2 separate regions of the Sus scrofa genome follow, and region 2 is linked to region 1. The links are chromatin contacts, called in public HiChIP or PLAC-seq maps. All regions are on one chromosome and are shown on one strand. Each heading gives the region's core, a stretch centred on a gene start, on an enhancer-like site or on the middle of the called end of the contact. The rest is flanking DNA. Distances are from core to core; before and after follow the strand shown. Region 1 has its middle 100 kb from the start of ZNF217. Region 2 overlaps LOC106504276 (a long non-coding RNA gene).

Region 1 (5,601 bases), core at 2,011-4,510:
GCCTCTTTTACAAATTCCCCTTCCTAAGCGGCAAGCTATGATACACCCACATTCGGGGCCAGGAACACCCTATCAGTGTATCTTTAGACAAGAGGAAAGGGCTCCACCTTGTATCATAAATTACAGTAACATCGTTTCCAACCACACAGGAGCAGAAGCAATCTATTTCAGATCTCAGGGATAAAGCAGCAACTTTTGAATAGAACACTGGATGGCCGGCAGTGGCATGGGGATAGACCCGCTCTGGGGAACCTTGATTGTATTTGCCCAGTTTCCGTGGTGAAATACTCCCACTATGGCGATATCACAGAAGGCAGAGTTGGGACTCTATGTACAGATCAGCTCTCTAGAGGCTGCCCGAGGGGCTCCAGGATACCACACTCTCAAACTCTCCTTTGACTCAAGACAGAAGAACCTAAATCTCTTGAAACAGCAACATGTGACCCTTTCTTAGAGAAAGTTAAAAAATGAGTTTTTGCTACACCCATTATCTCTGTCTCCATCACAAAATCCCAGGGGCTCTGCTAATTCTTTCCGAGGAACAGAATTTACTGAAATTATTCCGAAGTTAATATTAAACCTCAGCCACTATTCTGATCCAGAGGATAAGCATCCTGAGAAATCAAATATCTTTTGTATTTAAAAAAAAAAAAAAAGGCATCTCATTAGTGTCTCCCTGCTGTGGAATTAATCCTATTTAAAAATAATTGTCACATGTACTTTAGAACTTGGAGGTATTTTAACAAAATGTTCTTGTCATGTTGATGTCATTCTAATGACATGTTATTGATATTTTTGTTCTTAAAATGTGGATGTTTCCCAGGAAACTGACCAGTGGGAAGGAAGGTGGGTGGGGAAGTGAAAGTGTGTCAGAAATTGCAAGTTAAGAGTTCTGGTTAACTCTTATGGTTGGCGTTCTAGAGTAACTCAAATTTTCTATGGAAAAAGGGCTTTCTGATTTCCTAGGACAAAAAAAAATTTTTTTTTCTTTGGGATCCTTTACCCTTCCTGGGCAGGGCTCGGGCAAATCTCTGTGTAATATTTATGCAGCCTTTTCCACCAAGAATTGGTGCTACTGATTTGCTCTCCTTACTCCATCAGGCTGGGCTCTTCCTCAAGTAGTCGGTTTCTTTATCTCTTTCACACGCTCCCCGGCTCAGAAAAGGACTTGGATTTGTTTATGGAATGAGTGACATGAACTTTTTTTTTAGGGCTGTACCCGCAGCATATGGAGGTTCCCAGGTTAGCCTACACCACAGCCACAGCAACGCGGGATCTGAGCCACATCTGCAACCTACAGCACAGCTCACGGCAACGCCGGATCCTTAACCCACTGAGCAAGGCCAGGGATCGAACCCGCATCCTCATGGATCCTAGTCGGGTTTGTTAGCCGCTGAGCCGCGAAGGGATCTCTGACATGAACTATTTTTAAATTCCAAAGCGACCATCAAGATGCAAATGGAATCATCTTTTTCATGAATTCATCCTACGCAACCGAGCCCCCTTGAAGTCCACTGCCACTACGGGTTTATGCAGAAGCCAACTCTATCAAAAGTTGCGTAAGAGGCGGTGGTTTCTGTAAATGTCTTAAGCAAACAACAAGGTGTCATCGTCATGCAGGTTAGTTAAGGTGGTAGGTTAGTAGTGTGGGCAAAGAGCCAGGAACCTGGGGTTGCATCATAGCTTTGTCACTCACCCCTGAGAAAGGCGTTTCATGGGTTTGAGTGTTGGCTGTTCATCTATAAGCTGGGATCATATCTGATGTTTAAGGATATCGTAAAGATGAAATGAGATAATGTATGTAGAAAATCTAATGGGCGGCCTGGTCCAGAGGAAGCTTCATTCAAGCAACGTTTCTGTCCCTGCCCTTTTTCCTCCTCCTGACACCTATCCTTTTTTCTCCAGCTGTTTAAAAAAAATTGTGGTTAAACATCCATAAATAGAGCTTACCGTGTGAGCCACTGCAAGTGTACAGTTCGGTGACAGTAAGTGCATTCACGCTGCTGTACAGCCACAATCATCAGCCATCTCCAAAGCTTTTCAGCACCCCAAACGGAAACGCTGTACCCATTCACCAGCACCTTCTCGTTCTCCACCCCCCCACCCCTGCCATCCTCAGCTCCTGCAACTGCCATTCTACTTTCTGTCTCTATGAATTCGACTGCTTTTGGTCTCTCCTGTAAGTGGCATCACACATTATTTGTCCTTTTGTATCTGGCTTATTTCTCCCGTCTTCGAAGTTCATCCATGCTGTTGCATGTGTCTGAATTTCAGTCATTAACAAAAAGAGCATTTATTATTTATTTATTTATGGCCATGCCCAGAGCATGTGAAAGCTTCCGGAGCCAGGGATGGAACCCAAGCCACAGCCGTGACAGCACCAGAGCCTTAACCCCCGGTGTCGCCAGGGGCACTCCCGAATGTCATTCCTCTTTAAGGCTAGTAGCCCACCTTTTACTCATCTGTCCAACCGTGGCTGGGCGTGGGTTGCTTCTACCTTTCGGCTCTTACGAAGAGCACTGCCCTAAGCACTGGTGTAGAAGCATCCACTGCCCCTTTCAAGTGTGTCTCCCAGTCCTGGGCTCCATTTTCACCCTGAACACTGATGGCACATGTTCTAGAACAGCTCCAAACCTCCTTCCTCCAACAGTCCTTCCCCATACCCTCCATCTAAGAGAGGCCCCAGCTCTTTCCCTATAGCCATCCACTCAGCTGTATTTTTCTCGTGAATTATCATCACCTTATACCTTAGATGGAGATCTGTTTATTACCTGCCTCCAGGCAGTACATACGAATTCCAGGACTGTAGGGATTGGCCTTGGCTCTATGCCAGCTCTTAAGAGCATGCCCGGCATATAGTCGGTGCTCAACGTGCTGAGTGTTCAAATGACCCCTGGCAGCCTTCCCTCTGCCTGTCTACCACCTACTCCACTTGGACCACCGCCAGGGGCACGACCTAGTTTAAGCAGCACGTCTGTAGGGCAGGTAGGAAAAGCCGCCAACTTTGCCCCAGATCGACTGGATAAAAACCCCTGTGCCATCACATCTGCAGCCAGAAGTGTGAGCCAAGCTCTTGAGTCCTTGGGCATCTCAAATGTCCAGGTGGAGAATCACTGACTCTCTCCTGCCCCTCCCAGGATTTGGTCTGACACATGACCTTGATCCCCAAGGTCCAGAGCCAGCTCTGACTCACCTTTAAGGCGAGTGAGGCTTCGGCAAGGACAGCACAGGACACGCCTCAGTCTTATTTCAAAACAAAGTGACCTCATCCCTTGCTCTAGATCATGGAGTCTGGAGGCTCAGCTGCTGCCTGCTTCATGCCCCACGTGCTCATCTGGAGAACTTTTTCTTCCCTCTTTCTCTCTTTCTTTCCTGTTCCTGAGGTTTCACAAAGACCTTCCGGTTCCTTATGTCCAGATGGGCAGCGGCCAGCCGAGGGACAACCCTGCTGGCACTGAGCTAAGCAGAGAGCCCCAGGGAGCAGGCTGGAACTGGGAAGTGACCCCAGGGCACGTCACTCAGCCACTCATTCTGACTGAGGTCAAAGGGGACAAAACGAATGCCCAGTGCCAACTCCAAGTGTATTATTTGTCAGCATTCCTACTAGTTTATGCAGATTAGAAACAAACCATCTACCCATTCCCCAACTTGCTATCGTATCTTGGACTAGTCCCTGAACGCTTCTGGGCTTTGGGGTCCTCATTTCTAGAATAAAGCAGCTGGATTAACAACCACTTCTCCCCCAGAAGGCGTGGGTCTCCAGGTCAAGCCAGGTGGCTGGGTTCCCACCTTTGCTCTGACAGTCTCAGCATGGAGGCTGCAAGAAGTCCCAGATCCTCTCAGAAACACTGGAAGCCAAGACCTCCAGCATCTCAGAGATGGGAGAATGAGAGGGGCAGCTTACCTGGTTCTCAGCAGGGGATTTTGTCCCCAGGGACCCTTGGTGACATCTGGAGACATTTTGGTTGTTCCAACACTTCTGGCATCCAGTGGGTAGAGGCCAGGGATGCTGCTGAGCATCCTCCAGTGCACAGGACGGTCCCCCTCCACAGAGAATGGTCCAGCCCCCAGTGCCAACAGGGCTGAGGATGAGAAACTGCCTGGCCATGGGCCTGGATGGCCGCAAACGTTCCTTAGAGGAACTAAAGCCCAGGCCAGGACTCCTGCACTGTCTCTCCCCTAAACCAAGATGCTCACCTCTCCCTGCCTTCCTGAGGCCCCTGCTTGTTAACCCACTCAAGCCTATCAGGTTCAGCTGTGATTTGCTCATGTCATTTGCCCATTCCCCAGCCATTTACCCACTGTGCTGTAGGCACGGGGGAAAGAGTAAGCGTCACAGGGGGCACTGCCCTGGGGCCTCATTAACCCTCCACCCCAATGCAAGTCAAAAGAACAAGGAGGTGGAGTCCCCCCACGGCCCAGGGGTGTGGGGGAGCCAGGGCTCCCCAGCAGGACCACTGTGCTCTTCCCTGCGGGCTGTGCAGGTGCCTCCCAGGGCTCACACGGGAATGATGGGGAATTTGGACCCGGGGTGGGTGACGCGTTTGGAATGCCACCAGCTCACAGCGACTCCAGAGCTGCCTTCCCCTCCCGCCGCCTCCCTCCATGGAGCAGGTCCCCAGGCACCTGGCTTGACTTGGAGACCCTGCTCCTCTGCCTACTCTGGACTGAAAGGGGCAGGTGAGAAGTGCAGACTCTGCAGAAAACTGCAGGGGAGCTGGGATGGGGGATTTAGCGCGAGAACCCCCAAACCCTTCCACCCGTCCTGGGCTTGTCAGTTTCCTCAGAGGCCTCTGCTCCTTTCTCCTTGCTCTCCTCCCCTCTCCCACAGGCCTGGGGCCCCTGACTCTGCTCTCCTTTCCCTTCCTTCCTTCCTTCCTTCCTTCTTTGTTTCTTTCTTTCCCTCTGCATCTGCAGCATGCTGAAGTTCCCAGGCCAGGGATCGAACCTGCGCCACAGCAGGGACCACCTGGATCCTTAACCCGCTGGGCCACCAGAGAATTTTTTTGTTTTCCCTTTTTAGGGCCGCACCTGCGGCATCTGGAAGTTTCCAGGCTAGGGGCTGAATCAGAGCTGCAGCTGCCAGCCTATGCCACAGGCATGGCAATACTGGATCTGAGTCACATCTGCAACCTACACTGCAGCTTGCGGCCAGGCTGGATCCTTAAGCCACTGAATGAGACTAGGGATCGAACCCTTATCCTCACAGAGACAACATCAGGTCCTTAACCCACTGAGCCACAATGGGAACTCCAGAACTCCTTTTTAAAATTCAATTTATTTATTTTCTACTTTTTTGGCTGTACCCACAGCATGCAGAGGTTCCTGGGCCAGGGATCAAACCCATGCCACAGCAGCGACAACACCAGATCCTTAACCCACTGAGCCATAGGGGACTTCGGCTCATTCCTTTTTTTCTCCCTCCATTCTCCTCCCCAGTCTCTGACTCCAGAAGAGAGATGAGCTTCCTTATAGCCTGTGGGGAGTCAGTTTCTTTAGGGGATATTTGGAGTCATCTTTAGTCCCCACTTCCCAGACTCCCCCCGCACCCAACCCTGGTCCGTCTGCTTTTCCAGCAGGTATATTTCCTCTTGGTTCCCT
Region 2 (5,899 bases), core at 442-2,941, 130 kb after region 1:
CCTGGCACACAGCAAGCCTCATTACCTCCTTAGTGAGCGATTGGCTAAACTGGTACATACTCTCCAGTAGCAGGCCCTTCGCTTTTATTAACATACCGTGGCCAAAACAGTATTCTTATTCCATTAGTGAAGTTCCTCAAGATTGGTGTTCCATGAACATTTATAGATTTAAAAAATCATTAGCATTCTAGCTGTTTTCACATGAATCATGTGATCCTCAGGCAAATCTCCTAAAGTGGTTATTTTCATGTCTGTTTTTCAAATGAGAAAACAGATGTCAAAACTGAAATCTATATATGCAGATTTTAATATTAGGAAAAAGTTCTAGGCCTCCATGCCCTATTTATAGTCTAAATATCTTTTTTTTTCTTCCACCAATCCCAACAGTCAGAATGCTATGAACCTTTTAGTTGAGCTCCAAATACCAAATATTTCTGTATAGTCTTTCATATCACAAAGATAACATTTTCAGGTCTCTCTGTCATTACCTCAGCAGATGAAGCAAAGATCTGAAGATTAACAAAACAAACAAAAAACCCAGAAAACTCCTCTGACACAAGAGAAACTTCTTGACAGTGTAAAAACTAATCCACTTGGCTTCTAAGAAGTAGGCCTGAGCAGCTCAGAATCAAAACACAGGAAGTAAGTTGTAAATGGCAGAATGAATAAAAACTACTTGGGGGGGGGGGTGAAACAGAACCTGCTCTTTAACTGTCACATTTCCAAGTGGGGAGGGAGCTCAGGGGGTGAGAGTGTTCATCCAGTGGCTCCGTTTGCAAGAAAGAAAACAGCCAGGATACAACTCAGTAAACTTAAAAAGCCATTGAATCACACACTTAAAATGGGTGAATTTTATGGCACGTAAATTATGTCTCAATTAAGGTGTTAAAAAAGGTAGCAGTTAAAAGTTGTTTGATTTTGCCCTGGGTCAGCCAGTACGGGTTCCACTCTTGTGCGTGCATGTGTGCGTGGTTGAAAAATGTGGTATGTGTGTCTGGAGCACCCCAGAATGTGGGAGACACAAAGGTTACTGTTTAATATTATGTAGAGAACACATGTGCAGAGCCAAGGAGGCAAAAAACATAGTAGCTAGTATGAAGAAAAAAAAAAAAAACAATGTATGTGTATGTGTGTGTGTGTGTGTGTGTGTGGCTGGGTCACTTTGCTGTACAGTAGAAACTGAAGGAACATTGTAAACCAACTATACTTCAATGAAAAATTTAAGACCATGGGGCTGGGGTCTCCTGAGAAGTAAACATAGATGAAAAGATGAACCCTTAGTCCTAGAGCTGTCCCCATGTCCTCCTCCTTCAGGAGCAAAACCGCAGAGCCCAGGACATGCCTCCTGCCCTCCGTTCCCTCACAAGAGCAGCCTTGCTCCATCTGCGGGGATTCAGAGGTTTGTGGAGATCGCGTGCAAGGGGAACTATTTCCGAAAGAAATCATCACAGGAACAGAGAGAGGGGTGGAGGGGAAGAGAGAAATGGAAGAGAAATTAATTTCCAGGAGAGAATAAAATTGGCTCTCCTGTCATTGCATACACACTGGCGATGCTGCTTTAAGAAGAGCCATCTGTTGGGACGGGACCAGTAAAATGAAACTCAAGAGGCGAAGGGGATGGGCGGGGAGCGGGGCTTCGCAGTTAAACCTCATGTTGTGGTTTTCATGTCCCTTTGACTCACGGAAGCCAGAAGAAGGCAGCAGCCCACTAGCTGGGGTCAGGCGGGACCTCACTCACACTCCTCAGCAGCGCCTCCTGTGGGATGAAGGAGAAAAAGACACTCCAGCAAACCTCGAAATGACTCATGGCAGAACAAAACCCGAGTCTACAAAAACAAGGGAGGTATTTTTCTGAGAATTACATAAGCAAATACCCCACGCTTACCTCTGATTATTATCTCTTAATCATAGGTTTTCAAATGTCAATAAAAAGTATGTCAGGCTGGGACAATGGTGACCTTGGGGAAAGAAGAATGGAGGGGGCACAGAGGGACTTTTGGGGTGCTGATTACCGGGATCTGTCACTTTGGGAAAATTTACCAAGCTGGATGCTGATTTGTTCGCTATTCTGCATGTATAATTATTAACATTAGACAGTGCCAACGTGGAGTTCCCTGGTGGCTCAGCAGGGTTGGGGATCCGGCATTGTTACTGCTGTGGCTCTCGTTACAACAGTGGCATGGGTTTGATCCCTGGCCCTGGAACTTCCGCACGCCACACACACACACACACACACACAAATCCAATATGATCCCCAAGTTCTTCGTCCTTCCTTCATTTGAAACTTCCCAGAGAGGACCCAGATCCTCCCCTCACCATGCCCCCCCTGCTGTGCTCACCCCAAGACGTCGGCGTCATCCTGGATTCCTTTCTCCCATTCTGTTGTCTCTGCCTCCAAAGCAGATCCCACATCTCTCAACTCCCTCCGTCTCCACTGACCTTCCGAGTCAACACCAGATTTGCTGGACAGCGGTGGACCGGCTGCCAGTTGGGTTTCCTACTCCAGCGCTCGCCTCCCTCTCCTGCTAATCCATCCTCCAAAGCTGCCTATAAAAACGGAAATCAGGAGGCCACACGATCCCTCCTTGAGGTCTAAGGGCTTCCATCCCTTGTAAGACCCAGCTGTGGGCAAGCCTTCTGGAGTCACCTTTTTTCTGTTCCTCAAACTTATTAAGCTCATCCCTTCCTCAGGGACTTGGCTTTCCCATCCCCTGTCCTGGTCTCCACTCTCAGGTCCCTTCACCTCCAATGGTCACCCCTCCCCATCACCTTAACTTCACTATGCCTGGCACTACTGGGCACGGCGGGGTCTCTCTCAGTTGTGTTGCTGACTGGACTTCCTCACACCAGTTTCCCAGGGAGGTCGGGACTCTGTCTTGTCCATATCCCCACCTGCAGGATAAAAATAGCTTCAAATGTCACACGCCTGAAACCCCGCTCCCCCCCCCCATCCTCCAACCTGCTTTCCTCAGTCTTCCTCGACTAGGCATCTCTTCATTCAGTCTCAGGCTGGAAATTCTGGAATCACCCTGACACCCTCCCCGCCTCCCACACCCAATCCGTCAGCACCTCTGGTGGCCTTACTTTCAAAGAGCCTGACGGCTTGTCACCATGTCATGAAAAAAGGACTCCCAGACCTTCCCAGCTCTCCCCGGTGTCCCCCAAGGCCCCCTTTCCTTTAATCCCCACAGCGGGATGATTTGGAAATCATTTTAAATCCCAGTCTCTTTCCAGATGTGTCTTCCCAGTGACTCGCCATCACAGAGCAAAGTCTAAAGGCCCGCGGAGACCCCCCACATCTGCTCCTCTCTTGACTCATCCACCCACCCTCTTGTCCTCCACTCTGGCACAGTGGCCCAGGACATGCCCCCACCCCCTGACCCTGTGAACTGCCCGCAGCTCTTTTTGGAATTATCCCCCAGGGGCCCCAGGCCGCCTTCCCCCGCCTGGGGTTCCTGCCCAAGGGGCTTTCTCCAGCCTCTCTCCCCAAAATTGCCCCCATCCTGACCCTGTTTCTCTCTACTTGTTTTTCTCTGAAGCACTGGGGACATGTGACCAAGGAGTCCTGCTTCTCTCTTCATTGATGCTGCTCTCCCCCTGTACTGCAAGTTCCACGAGGGTAGAGATTCTTCTGTCTCCATGTGTCGAGGCTCACCCGGCCCCCAGAGGCGCTTGGCCGATAGTAAGCACAGGGGTTATTAATTCGTAATCAACTGAATGAACTAATGATGCTATTCATCATTGAAAAATACATGCTAAAGAGTTAAGGCCTCATGGAGTGAGTGGAGAAATAATTAATAGAACTTTGCTAAAGTCATTAAACCAGCAAAGATATAACAGAGTTTCTGTTGTGGGTCTGAGACCAATCTAACCACATCTATAGTTGTATATACAACAGACAGGGTCACTGGTCACCTGGAACATGCAGCCAACTTAAAGGAGCAACCGATCCAACAATCACAACAAACATCTCATTACAGACATGGTACTGCTGGGATAAAAAAACACTGAGAGCAGAGCTCCATTAGTGAGGACTGGGAAGGCTTCTCGGAGGTCATATTTGAGCTGAGAAAGTTTGGGTGTACGGGGAAGAGACTGGCTGGGGAGAACATTTGTGGCAGAAGAAACTTCCAAAGCAAAGCCCTCCCCCCCAAACATCAAATCCAACAGCTGTGGATTATTTCACATTTTACTGTTCCCAAGACCCTAGTGAGCCTTGGTATTGGGTCTCTGATGTATACCGTTAAGCTCACCTTTTACCTGCCTGTATTGGTGTTGGTTGTGATTCTTTCCCTAATGGAGGTGGCAGCTACCTTCAAACTTGAGACTAAATATCAGAAACCTCAGAGTTTATGCAGTGTGTGATTGGATCTTTACATCATCCTTGTTTGTTTTCTTCTTTTTCCAATCCTTCCACACTAGCTGGTCATTAAAATTTAGAACTCACCCTGGGTGAAGTGGATGATTTCCTGGAAAACAGCTGGTGGAGCTTCCCCCTGTGTGCCTCTGAAATAAACATCCCCTTTGGAGAAAGGCTTTCTTTGGTGCCTTCCTGCTCAGCATCTTTTTTGCAATTCACATTCCTGTTTTGCATGACTTCTCAGGAGAAATCTAGAAGAATCATCACTAAAATAACAACCAAAGGTTATTATGCATTTTGCAGCATCGCTGGCCTTAGGAGCGTGGTACTGATCTTGTCCTATAGTCAGAGAGGAGGAGCTGAAGCTTGGCGAGTGAAGTGATGGGTCGAAATCAATCAGTAACTAAACGGCCGAGGCGGGCTTTTTCTTCCAGGCCAGGTGACTCAAGAACTCGTGCTGTTAATCAAAAAGCTACAAGGCTTCCTTGACCCCAAATTTCAAAGTCTCCCCTTCAGTTTCTCCAGATGTGAGCTGGAGGTATGGGACCCAAGGTTCTAATTCTTACCATCCTTGTGCAGACAGCTGGGTTGGTATTTTCCCCCACAAAGCCAGCTGGTTCCTGCTGACATGGGCTGAGAAGAGTTTAGTGGACTGATACCGAGTGACTCACAGATGGGGAATTGAGAGCGAAGAAAGAAAAGAGGGGAAGAGAGAACTAGGCTGCCCCATGCCTCTGGGGAGCAGGTAGACTTCTCAAAAACATCCTTCTAGAGTGAGGGAGCTGTGGCGTGTGCCTTCCACCCTGCATCATTCTGGTGACGCTCGACCATCCCCACGCCTGGTGGGTGATGCTTTATCTTGGCTGTGGATTCCCCCGAGGCAGGTGCCTCAACCTTCCCACTGGGGTGAGTCACAACGAGGCTCCATTAAGCCGTCTGCTCCCACTTTTCAGGGCTCATCCTTATCTAAAGGGTGCCCGGTGCAGTGCCAGGCACAGAGCAGATGCCAAGCAAGTAAATGTGGGACGAAGAACTGAGAAGAAACACCATCTCCAATCCTGAATCATGGCTCTCACTTAGAAAGCAGACATCACTAAAACCAGCGTCCCCCGTGAGGGGTTTTGGGGAAGGTCTCTTCCCTGGCAGAGAGTTCTTATTCATCTGAGAAACAAACGATTGAGCAGGTGGTCTTAGTCCATCTGGGCTGCTGTAACAAAAACCCTAGACTGGGTGACTGATAAGCAAAGGAAGTGTCTTTCTCACCATTCTGGAGGCTGAAAGGCAGAGATGAGGGTGCAGCACGGCCAGGCCAGGCCTCTTCGCAGCTGCTGACGTCTGTGTCCTAGCAGTCCTAGCACTGTGTCCACTCGTGCAGGCTCCACCTTATGACCTAAGCACCTCTCAAAGGCCCCATCTCCTAATACCGTCTCATCGGGGGTTAGGTTTCAACATGTGCATGTAAGCAGGGGAAGGACACACATCCAGTCTGTGGCGCAGATGGGAGCCAAAACGCCACCTTTATTGCTGGTCAGTCTCACT

Evidence for each region. HiChIP or PLAC-seq counts read pairs in DNA pulled down with a chosen protein or histone mark.
Region 2: a contact with region 1 is called in an H3K27ac HiChIP or PLAC-seq map of alveolar macrophages. The contact joins two enhancer-like sites. A contact is called at or near these places in 1 of 47 Hi-C or Micro-C datasets (embryonic fibroblasts) and 2 of 2 datasets of contacts at active chromatin or transcription factors (alveolar macrophages and skeletal muscle).

Annotation. Positions count from the first base shown.
Region 1 is chr17:54,731,746-54,737,346 of Sscrofa11.1, forward strand. It overlaps the pseudogene LOC110257394. Among named protein-coding and RNA genes, the nearest start is that of ZNF217, 100 kb to the left of the region's middle. Within about 2 kb of position 3,261, at least 20 of the 83 cell types and tissues checked have an H3K27ac peak or open chromatin away from gene starts, as enhancers often do. A contact at or near this core is called in alveolar macrophages, where this site is marked.
Region 2 is chr17:54,863,395-54,869,293 of Sscrofa11.1, forward strand. It overlaps LOC106504276 (a long non-coding RNA gene), which reads right to left. Exons shown (of 9, transcript XR_002340125.1): 3 at 4,448-5,899; 4 at 2,340-2,892; 5 at 1-1,756. Among named protein-coding and RNA genes, the nearest start is that of BCAS1, 160 kb to the right of the region's middle. Within about 2 kb of position 1,692, at least 19 of the 83 cell types and tissues checked have an H3K27ac peak or open chromatin away from gene starts, as enhancers often do. A contact at or near this core is called in alveolar macrophages, where this site is marked.